2 separate regions of the Sus scrofa genome follow, and region 1 is linked to region 2. A link is a contact called in public HiChIP or PLAC-seq data. All regions are on one chromosome and are shown on one strand. Each heading gives the region's core, a stretch centred on a gene start, on an enhancer-like site or on the middle of the called end of the contact. The rest is flanking DNA. Distances are from core to core; before and after follow the strand shown.

Region 1 (6,249 bases), core at 1,251-3,750, 450 kb before region 2:
CACTGAGCCACAATGGGAACTCCTCAATCGCAAATTTATTTAGAACACAATCAAAAGAATTACATTCTGTAATGGAAACAAGGTGTGAAACCAAAGCCACACTCAGGAGGAAAATTTGTAGTTTTACATGTGCTGATTATAAAACAAGGATGTATAAAAATGAAACACATATTTGACTGAAGAAATCAAGGAATTCCCAGACAAATATTAGTGGGCATTTATGTTGCTGTTTGTAGTTTTGTTTTCATTTGTTTGGTTTTTTGGCTGCCTAGCATCTGAAGCTTCTTCCTCTATTAGGGAAACCCACCATGGTGGGAATCTTAGATATCTAGAGCTGGGGCATACCATCTAGATTTAGCTAGTCAGATGCTGTCCCCTTGAACTTTGAATCTGGAGTGTCTGCAAGAAGCAGGGAACAGTCTAGTCTTCATTCTGGTAGCTATAGCCTGCATCCAGTGATGAAGCCAGCACAGCTGCACCACGCTGCCCCTGGACATGCTGGCGATCTGATCCTCAGATTCCTAGTTCCTGCCCATCCCTCACCTGCTCCCTACATCCCCTGAACCTCTGAGCTGCCTGATACCCTTCTCCAATACATTCTTTTCCAGCTTAGGGTCAGTTTCTCCTGTGAATAACTTCAATTCTCTTGAAGAAAACAGAATGAAGGAATAATAAATAAAGATAGTAATTGATGAGAGAAAAAAATATATAGCAATGATAAACTCAAGAACTGTTTTAAAAAACAAAATGGGCAAATCTTTAACAATCCTTATTAGAAAGACTTAAAGAAAAAATTAAGAAAAATCACAAATATTTTTATGAAGGAAAAGGAGTAAGGGAGAGATTCTGCTGTTAAAAAGTGATGAGAATATGATGTACAATGTTATCCTTGATTAAATGAAGAGTTACCGAAATTAACTGATGTAGACAATTTGAAAATATACTATCAACCATGGGAAAAGAGCCAAAAAGTTAAAAAAATTCACCCCCCTTCCCCAAGGACACAGAGTCAGACTTGTTTAGGAGAGAGTTCTTTCAAAACATTTCTATTTAAAGACTCTTGGACACAGAGGAAGAAGGTCTGTTCCATGTGGCCCTGACCGCCAACTGCCCTGCCTTCCTAGTAATTCCCCTGCTGCTGAGTGGGGTTCAGTCTGTTGTGTGGACAGGTCACCTAGCTGTCACCACCCTCTCACTTTCTAGGTAGCTATCTGTGGCTGGTGTCAGCTATATGTCAAGCCAGTCAAGCCCACAGCACTCATGCAAGTCATAGTTATTAAACCTCCAAACGGTTGCCTTTGTCTCCTTCACTAAGTTCATTTGTTTCCTCCTATATCAGAGGAAGACTTCTCCCAGTCACATCCTTTAAAGGGAAAGGGAGGAAACTGAGGCACAGGCAGATGGAGTTATCAGCCCGGTCCTCACTAGGATGAAGTCAGAAATAAGAGCGTTGGAAGCTAATGGCAAAGGAGAGGCCACGTAGACTTTTATCCTGGAGAAATGCAGGACGCCAGGAAACAGGGCTCTTGGTCATCCCAGATGGGATCTGTTGAGGGCCCAGAAAGAAGAGCTTCTTTCTTTCAGGTGGAGACTGGAAGAAGAAGATGTTTGTTTCTTTCAGTGTTAAATGTTGCTAAGAGTGGGTTTTAGGTCTTGGGGGCCATAGGACCTCTGGAGGCCAGATTCTGCTCAGAGACTGACCTTTTAGGGGCAACTCTAACAGGAGAATCAATGGGATGCTCCAGACCCACTGGCTGGGCCTCTGCCCATGAAGGCTCTCTGGCCTCTGTGCAAAAGGATGCTTTGTAACTGAAACAACTAGTAAGAGTTACCGAGGGAGCTAGTTTCCTCCTCTGGTGAATTCCCCGCGGTTCCAGGAACGCTGTTTACGGTTCCTTGGAGATATTGCTCTTAATACAGTTGACTGGGTTCAGAGCTCTATGGAGCAAGCACCATATTATTAACTTAGCCAATAACTCTTGGGCTCCTAGAAAACCAGACTGTACCCAGAGCATCGAGTAGGGTTAAGAAAAAAGAAAACCGCGCCCACAGAACGCTTCCTCCTACCGCAGGTTCTCTGTCCTGTTCCATTTCTCTCCTGACTAGCCGTATTTCGGAGCATCCTTTTCTTTAAACTGAAATCTACGGACAATGCGCCTGAGGGAGGCGATATTGCCTGTGAGCAAAAGCAGGTTTCGCACCAAGACCCAGAAGCAGAGAGGTGATTCCTCTCTCCCCATCCAGGGCAATCGTAAATTTAGATGCATTCGGTCCTACGTCCAGCAAATAGCCTTGCGTTGCCCTGCTCTCCGGACCCTGGGACATCTCCACGCCCAGCTTCCCAGGCCCGTTTCCCTGCGGCTCGAGTCCTCCGGGTCTCCACGCAACAATGAAGCGTGGGCGGCCCCAGCGGCTTCATTTGCATACTGCCGCGGCTTGGCCAATGGGCTGCGCAGGGGCTTTGGAACGCAGTGTTGCCATCTGCGTGCGCGCGTGTGCGAGTGTGACAGCGGCTGTGGCTGTGGCCGTGGGAGGCGGGCCCGGCGGAGCACAGCCGCGCGGGGACCGGCCCCGGCGCCCGCTCCCCCAGCGCGTCGCGGCCGCGTGGCCCGGCCGAGCCCAGAGACCATCCAGCCCCGGCCGGGCGCTGTCGCGATGTCTGTGGCAGGGCTGAAGAAGCAGTTCCACAAAGCCAGCCAGGTAGGGAGACACAGAAGGGGGTGGGGGGCCAGGGACCTGCGGTCCCCCCTGAGGCTCCAGGGCCTTTGGGGCTCTGGCTCCCAGAGGGGCCTCTTGAGGCTCGATTTCTTCCCGCCTAAGAGGGCGTGGAGGTGGAGTGAGGGGCCCGCCTGCTCTCTCCTCTGCGCTCCTTGGCGCCTCCTCCTTCCTGGTCCCTGGCCCCAGCTCTACCCCCGAGCCACTGTAATTCTGAGGGGTTCTGCGGAGCAGAGAACAGAGGTAGCGGGCCGCAGGGTCTCGAGCGCAAGAGAGAGAGTGGGCGTCCCGAGGCCTGGAGGCTCGCTCGACGCCTCTCTCGGACCCGCTCTGGGAGGAGGACAACAGAGATTGCCGGCCAGGCCTCCGTCAAGTCCTCCACCTTTTGGTTGGGAGCCCCCAGGGCACGACCTGCAGCCTCTGGCGGTCGCACGAGCGTCAGTAGATCCGGGGATGCTGTGTACTTGGCGCTCCACTGGGCCCTCGGCGCTCCCCGCGCGCGCATCGAAATGAACCCCGCCTGACTGCGCCTAGTTCCCAGGCTGGGGCTCTCAACAGCCGTCCTTCCTCTCCCCACCTTCTTTCCTGGGTCGGCCCAGCGCTGGGCACCAGGCTCCTGCTCTCAGTCTGGTGGGGAGACACCGAGACAGACACATAAACAAATAGTGTTAAACACACCTCCACGCACAGGGGATGGCAGATAATACAGTAGGGGCGTCAGGGAGAGCGTCCCGGAGGAAGAGTCGCGTCACTTGAGATTTAAATGTGAGGAAGAATTGTGGTGGGGGTGTGGATGGAAAGGAGGCCCTAGCAAACAGGAAGACAGGCAGGGAGTCATGAAATTGGTGTGTGTGTGTTGTGTGTGTGTTGACAAGAAAATTTGTATTCCAAGACTGCAGTCTCTTCCAGCCCTGGCAGAACTCACATTGGAAAATCTATCCCACCCCACACTGCTGATCTGTTAGACAGATTTCATTCAGAATTCACATTTCTGATTAGGTCTCATCCTGTTTCTCCCACAAATTGGTCCCTAAAGAGCAGCTGGAATTAGAGGAGTCTCTTCTTCTGTCAGTCTCAGGCTGAAAGGCACTGCTTGCTGTCCCCTCACTTACATCACTTCCATGAAGAAACTGGGTGGTGCCCCAGTTTCCAGCTGGGGGTACTCTGTGAACAGTGGTTCTACTGGGGTGATAAGGAGTCCTGGATGAGGGGCCAGTTAGGTGACCAGGGAGGTGGTGGATTCACCTTGGGCTTTTGGCACTCTAAGTGCTGTGTGGGATGTTCAGATGTCATTGGCCTGGGGGCCAGTGGGTGAGGCCAAGATTGGAGCTACAGGTTTTTTGGTATTTCCAAACTAAATGGAGATTTTTTAAATGAAAGGGAGAAAATGCACAGTGAGCTACACGTAGACTCTAGGGAGTACCCACATTTAGGGACAGTGTTTATTTAGCCTGGGACTTGATAAGCAATGACCACTCAGTAAATATCTATTGAATAAATGAAACTTTGGTGGTGGAGGAGCTAGTAAGGAAGGAAAGAACTAGTAGAATGCAGGAGAGAAAAGTGCCATGGAAACCCAGAAAAGCGGGCACGTTTTAAAGGTGGAAGCAGTAAACACATACTGCTGTGAGTTCAGCCCTGAGGAGTGGGCAGCCCGAAGTGGCACCGTGTCAGGGCAGTGCCAGGGTAACCCTGGCAAGACTTGCTATACCAGCTTCCTTAGCACTGCCAGGGAACTAACCTCTTTTAAAAAATATTCTTCTATTGAGTATGGACTTCATAGCACGAGTCTCAGAGATGAACAAGACACAGCCCTTGGATGACTGAAATTGGTTTCTGATCACTGACCAGAGTGAATGGATGAAATCCCAGGAAATTATTGGCATTGGTGAAATATTATGCTAATGATGAGGTCATTTAGTTTAACTATCCATAATCAGTCCATTAAAAAAAATGAGCAGAGGGTCTTATTTAGCCTTTTTTGCATCAACTGAAATCTTTCATGAATTTATCTGAGAAGAAAGATTCTCACAGATTCTCTCTCGGCTTTAAAAACCACACTATGTGGCCGAAGTGCCCAGTAGATACATTTTTATCTGTTCTGGAAGTCTTTCTAAGAAATCTCACAATGTGACAGATTTGGTGGAGAAATTAGACCCGGTTTAATATAATAAGAGGGGGCATGATAATAAAAAATGCCAAATGTTCTTCTCAGACAACATTTTAACAGCAGGTTTTAATTCATGTAGAACTTTCCCAGGGCAGGGGAAAGGGAGTCTCAGATGATGTCAGTGGCTTAATAATTCCCAGGGACCCCTGGCTCTGCCAGTGACCAGCTCTGTGACCTTAGGAACATGACCTAATCTGGATGTTAGTGTTCTCTCTGTATAGTGAATTCAAGGATTTAGATACTATGTCTTGGAGTTCCCGTCGTGGCGCAGTGGAAACCAATCTGACTAGGAACTGTGAGGTTGCAGGTTCGATCCCTGGCCTTGCTCAGTGGGTTAAGGATCTGGCATTGCCATGAGCTGTGGTGTAGGTCTCAGATGCAGCTCAGATCCCCCATTGCTGTGGCTCTGGTGTAGGCCGTTAGACCCCTAGCCTGGGAACCTCCATATGCCTTGGGGGTGCAGCCCTAGAAAACACACACACACAAAAAAGAAGCTATGTCTCTGTTCTAAAATTGATTGTGGTGATGGTTGCACAACTGTGAATATACTAAAAAGCCATTAAATTGAACACTATGTTGTGAATTGTATAGTGTATGAATTATATCTCAGGAGATTACCTATCTGCCTATATCTGTATCTATAGCTATATCCCAATTCTGCAATTAAGTTATTCACTTAAAGTATTTCAGGGAAAGGCAAAGATTATAAAGTGGATCTTTTACAAATAAAGGAAAAAGGACCATGACAAATTGAGATGATTTTTCTCAATGATAGGCAAGGTAAAAGAACTTTTAACTTCCTGATTAACTGGTCCTTCTTGATACTTTATCTATCTCTGCAGGAAAAAAAATCCCCTTACTTTGTAGAGAATGAAGAGCTATAAACCCAGGGATTAAGCATCAATTAGGCAGCACATGGAGACTAAAAGGAAAGAGGAAGAAATCAACTAAAATAAGAAGAATACAAGTTGAATTAATAATGACATTAATAATTTCCTTCAGCATTTGGGACTATAACCCAAGTATCCCAAGGTAGTAATTAAGTACTTTTTTCTCTTGAAAAGATTTTTTAATAGAGCAGTTTACTCTTCTATGAGTAGGAATGCAGCTAGAGTTATTAGAGATGGCTTAGAGATGGCATGTGGTTTCTTGTTAAATGTGCCTGACCAATGAAAAATAACTTATAATAATTATGTCACCAAGCATTGATTTGTATTAATTATGCTTATTGTGTGGTAATTTTCTTGACTGCATTTATCGTTGGTGCAGGATGCTTAGGTCACATTTATGATTGCTTTTACCTGAACACTGTGCTAATAACCATTTTCTCTCCCTTTCTGGGCATCTAGGAGCCTCATTCCCCA
Region 2 (5,683 bases), core at 1,539-4,038:
CCTCAACTTTTAACATTATTTCTAAATTTCTTACTTCCCCACAAGAGTTTACAATCCGGCTCTCAGCGGGATGAGCCATCGAAAGGATTGTGGTATATTATTTGCTATTGTTAAGTCAGGGAGTGGGTTGAGTGGAAACTGATTTTTGCGAGTGGAGCCTCCAGCTAAGACCATTAAACTTGTCTGGGTTTCTCCTCTGGCCTGGCCCAGTCTGCACGTGGGCCGTCTCTGACCACTCCCTGACTCTGCAGACCCTTCTCCACTGAGCCCTGTTCCCTGGGGCCTTGTGCTGAGAACCTCCATCCATCTGCCTCCTCCCTCCCCCGCTCTCAGCTCTTCCTAGGACCAGGCTTGGTCTTTCGTTCCCTGGCAGTCATCCCCTGTGGACTGTACCCCAGGAACTCATCAGAAGTCCTTTCCTGTTCAAAGCAAACACCTCCTTTTGAGTTATGTGCCATTTGAAATAAAGCCTTGCAGCCAATGAAGTGTGTTTTCTTATGGGCAGAAACCATAGTTAACTTAGCTTTTGATGAAGCTTCATTTTTTTTGGTCTTTTTAGGGCTTCCCTGGGCAGATGGAAGTTCCCAGGCTAGGGGTCGAATTAGAGCTTCAGCTGCCGGCCTACACCACAGCCACAGCAATGCCAGATCCTGCTGTATCTGCGACCCTTCACCACAGCTCACGGCAACGCTGGATCCTTAACCCACTGATTGAGGCCAGGGATCGAACCTTCGTTCTCATGGATCCTAGTCGGGTTCATCACCACTGAGCCACAACGGAACTCCCAAGATTCATCTTTTTAAAGCCGTGGTGAAGTTGATCAAGGGTTGAGAGGCTTGGTTGTGTCTCCAGCTAGTATATGACCATTACTGAGTTACATGTGCAGGCTACTCTCATCTCTGAAACAGGAGGCACACCCTGCGAATGGAAAAAGCCACCTTGGTTATCATCTAATCCAGTCCCTCATTCGGTAGACGAGGATGTTGTAACGTTTACAAACATGAATAGTGCTTTATGCAATTACATTTTCATAGTGCAAATTAAGATTATTTCTGTCAGTCAGTGGCATGTATAAATTTTTCTTTCATTTTCAGTTGCCCTCAAAATGTTTTCTACTCAGGAGAGTGAGCTTATGTGTTCATACGTTTTGATCGGATTCACAGTTAGAGCCAAATATGTTTTATTTAACCTACGTGGTATAGATATGAATAGGGACTTCCCTAGTCGCTCTTAGATGGTATTTCTAATAAAGATGTCAAATTATAGAACCTGAAAATCTGGGTTTCTAAGGGTTAAAAGTTCTAAGTTGTGAGGCTTGTCTTATTCTTTTTAAAAAGTTTCTTCTAAAAATGGGAGGGGGGAAGGAATTGTAAGCCAACTATACTCCAATAAAATTAAAATTTTAAAAAGGAAAATAAGGGATTTTCCTTAAAAAAAAAAAAAAATAGGGGGTGGGGGTTTGTGGAATAGTTTAAACTGCTCCTTCTCTGCCCCCTGCTGGTAAGAGAGGAAAGCTCATCTGAGGAAAATGACCAGTAAACATCAGTAGCTGCATATTTTATTTTTTCTTGTGTTAATGCTTAGTAAGAACATTACTTATCCTGTCATTTTCTGTTACGTGTGTATTCGGTTGCTTGTTTTTCTTATTCCTTAAGCTCGTCAGAGGTGCAGCTGACCCAAGTCTCTGCTCTGAAGTGTTCTTATGTGTTGGACTCCTCTTTAGTCTCTAAGAAATCTTCTTGCCACAGATTGGAATGAGGTTGAGCCAGAAAGATGGTGAACCCCAAATGGATGGCACTGCCAATACTACCAGTGGCCCAGCTCTAAAAGTGTAGAACTTGTCTTAAACACAGAATGTGCTGACGACTACTCCTTAGAGCAAAGTAAAATTCTCTGGGAGAGTTGAAGATGCCTCAGAGTTAAAAATGAGTGAACAAACAGAAATGTCTGATAATGCTAGTTACAGAACATAGGTACATACCTGCCTCAGGGGGAAAGGTTCTACCACTACGGGCTTCACCTGGCCTCCTACCAGGGAGCTGGCATACATAGGATTTACAAAGGACACATTAGCAATGAACACAGAGGAAAATAAATTTAAAAATATATATTAGCAAACTGAAATGTATATAACTAAGAAGGGTTTTTCCCTGGAATGCAAAGTTTTTTAACAGTTAAAAAATACCTCCTTTTGGAGTTCCCATCGTGACCCAGCAGTAAAGGACCCAACTAGTAGCCATGAGACCACAGGTTTGATCCCTGGCCTTGCTCAGTGGGTTAAGGAACTGGCATTGCTCTGAGCTGTGCTGTAGGTTGCAGATGAGGCTCAGATCTCATGTTTCTGTGGCTGTGGTGTTGGCCAGCAGCTGCAGCTCGGATTCAGCCCCTAGCCTGGGAACTTCCATATGTCATGGGTGTGGCCCCAAAAAGACAAAAAAGAAAAAAGAAAAAAAATACTTTAAGAAGGCTGTCATGGGTTGGCTCTTCTGAAAGCAGACACTAAGATGCAGTGTGGTGTAAGGGGTCCCTGTGGAAGGGAGGGAGCAAGCAGGATGGGACAAAGGGCAAAGGAGGTCTGTGGTACAAGCCCACAAAGCCTTGCCATGTCCAGGGGAGCTCGAAGCATGCATGGCTCATCAGGCTTACCTAACGGTGACCTCCAGTGGCCAGGCCTTCAGGCAGCTGCCTCCATCAGTCACTAGAAGGGGCCCTCTCCAAGCAGGGCATGCTCTCTGGAGAGCTGAGGCAAACTGTTAGGGAGATGACAGCTGAAAACAGGCAGCAGCTGGGATACCAAGGCCTTCCTTGAAGGGCCATCTGGACGGGGCATCTCCAGTCTACCCTAGAGATCTAAGGAGATAACAGTGATCATCTTACACATGTTGAACAAGCATTTGATAAGTCCCAGTACGGACTATTAAACAATGTTGAAACCTCTTGGCACACCAGTAATAGAAGGGATCATCCTTATCCTGGCTTTTTTTAAACTTAAGTACCTATCAAAAAAAAAAAAAAAAAAAACCCATAGCAAACATCTTGCTCACTTGAATGGTGAGACTATAAAACTTTCCTATTAAAGTCAGAGGTGGGAGTTCCTGCTGTGGTGACATCTTGGGAGCTCTGAGAGGCAGGTTGCGTGCCTTGCCAGGCACTGTGGGTTAGGGATCTGGCATTGCCGTAGCTGCACCTTAGGTCATGACTGTGGCCCAGATCTGATCCCTGGCCCAGGAGTCCCATATGCAGCCAAAAAAATAAAAATAAAAAAGGTCAGCCAAGGGAAAAAAAAAAAAAAGATCAGACAGTATAATTAATTATCTACATTGAAAATCCAAGAAAATGTCAAAGTTTCAGATCTCTAAATTCAGAGTGATTCCAATTATTTAAGAAAAGAGCCTTACAGGATTGCTAGAATTTATCACATTGATCCTGTGATTTATATGAAAGAGCAACTGACCAAGAATAGCTCCAGCATTTTTGAAGAATAACAAGGTAGTTCAGATTTGCTCTATCAGGTATAAAGAGTTATTATAAAGCTAGAATAATTCCAACAGTGTGGTATTGGCAGATACATAGACAAATAAATGGAATATATAGCCCACAGCAGATTCAAGCATATATGAAAAAAAGTGTTTAATAGCAGCACATCAAAAATCAATAAAGGACGGACTATTAAACAATGGTAAAAAGATAATTTGTTTTGACAAATATATATAACAACTCTACCAAAATAAATTCTAACAAATACCTAAAATCTGAAAAGCTTTTATAATAAAAGAGATAGCTTTATGATTTGGGGATGGGGAGCGTCCAAGAAGTACAAAGTATAACATGAAAGATGTAATAGATAGTGATGATGGTTACACAACTCTGAAGAAACTAGAACTACTGAACTGTATACCTTAAAAGGGTGAATTTTATGATATGTGGGTTATATTTCAATAAGCTATTATTACAAAGTGATAAAAATTTTTTATGTTAAAATTTAAAAGTTCTGACCCTGTAAGACACTATCAACAAATTTAAAGGTCAAGCCACAATTATTGGCAAAAATATTTGTTATACACTATCCAGAATATATAAATAGTTTCTATGAATCAATGTAAGTAACAACCCCAAGTAAAAATAGCAAAGGATATGAACAAGTAGTTCTCAGAAAGTGAAATCCTAATAAGTGTATGAAAATGTTCTCATTCTAACTAGTAATCAAGAAATTAAAATAGAAGTAAGTTTCCACTTCATACCTATTAGACTAGCAAAACTTAGAGTTTACCTTGCCAACTATCGAGGACTGGCAAGAATATAGAAAAATAAGATCTCATACACTGCTAGTCAGTGTGTATTTTGGAAGAACTACAATAGAGAACAGTTTAGTAAAATGTGAACAGTTCAAAAATGCTCAAAACCAGGAATTCTCCTTGTAGATGTAGCCATTGTAGCAAGGCACAAAGGATTACTAGAATGTACACTGCGGTTTTGTTTGTAATACTGTGTGTGTGAGAGAGAGAGAGAGATTAGAAGAGAAACATAAGGAGTTCCCATCATGCCTCAGCGGAAATGATTCTGACTAGCATCCATGGGGATCAGGTTCAATCCCTGGATCCGGCATTGCCATGAGCTGTGGTATAGGTCACAGATGCGGCTTAGATCTGGCATTGTTGTGGCTGTGGTATAGGCCAGCGGCTATAGCTCCGATTTGACCCCTAGCCTGGGAACCTCTATATGCTGCAGGCACGGCCCTAAAAAGACCCCCCCGCCAAAAAAAAGAGAGAGAGAGAGAAGAAAAAAGAATCAAAAGAAACAGTAAATTTTTTTCATCAGGAGAGAGGACACATGATAACATATTGATTTGCTGGAATAGTGTACAATTATAAAATGAATAAATTAGAGATGCAAGTATTAAACATGGATAAATCTTTAAAACACAATCCTTCCAAAATGGTGCTAAGAAAGTTTGATGGGGGAAAGTGTGATCTTTTCACTAAATAGTGCTGGTTATACTGGATATGCACTGGCAAAAGAATGACGTTGAACCCCTACCTCATACCGTATACAAATATTAAAGCAAAATGAATTAAAGACCTAAATGAAACTCTCAGAAGAAAACAGGCATGTGTATCTGTCACCTTGGATTGGCCAATCATTTCTTAGCCAATGGCTCAAAAAGTACAAGTAACAAAAGAAACAGATAAATTGGGCTTCTTCAAACTTAATTTTTTTTTTCTTGTGCTACAAAGGACACTGTCAAGAAAATGAAAAGACAACCCACAGAATAAGAAAAAAGATCTGCAAATCAAATATTTGATAAGACAGTATCCAGAATTTTAAAAGAACTCATAATTCAGCAATAAAAAGACAAATAATCTATTGAGACAACATTACATATTAACTAAACTTCAATTTTTAAAAAGTAAAGAAAAAAAATAACTTAGTTGAAAATGGGCAAATGATCTGAGTAGACATTTCTCAAAAAAATTTACAAATGACCAGTTATCACATGAGCAGATGCTCAGTGTCATTAGTCATCATGGAAATATTAATCAGAACCACAGTGAAATGCCACTTCACATATGAGCATGTCTATAATCTACAAGATAATAAAAGTCTTAATGAAAAGTTGGAGAAATTGGAAGCCTTATGCATTGCTGGTGGGAATTTAAAATCAGGGAGCTCCTTTGGAAAACAG

The links. HiChIP or PLAC-seq counts read pairs in DNA pulled down with a chosen protein or histone mark.
Region 1: an H3K27ac HiChIP or PLAC-seq map of skeletal muscle shows a contact between it and region 2, with 7 times the contacts expected there. The contact joins the promoter of SH3GL3 here to the enhancer-like site in region 2. A contact is called at or near these places in 7 of 47 Hi-C or Micro-C datasets (embryonic fibroblasts, fetal heart ventricle, fibroblasts and 4 more) and 1 of 2 datasets of contacts at active chromatin or transcription factors (skeletal muscle).

What each region holds. Positions count from the first base shown.
Region 1 is chr7:51,510,504-51,516,752 of Sscrofa11.1, reverse strand. It overlaps SH3GL3 (endophilin-A3), which reads left to right and starts at 2,500. Exons shown (of 9, transcript XM_001929079.5): 1 at 2,500-2,700. The coding sequence starts at 2,656.
Region 2 is chr7:51,056,401-51,062,083 of Sscrofa11.1, reverse strand. The region is part of intron 23 of ADAMTSL3 (ADAMTS-like protein 3); the gene reads left to right. Among named protein-coding and RNA genes, the nearest start is that of SAXO2, 82 kb to the right of the region's middle. Within about 2 kb of position 2,788, at least 8 of the 83 cell types and tissues checked have an H3K27ac peak or open chromatin away from gene starts, as enhancers often do. A contact at or near this core is called in skeletal muscle, where this site is marked.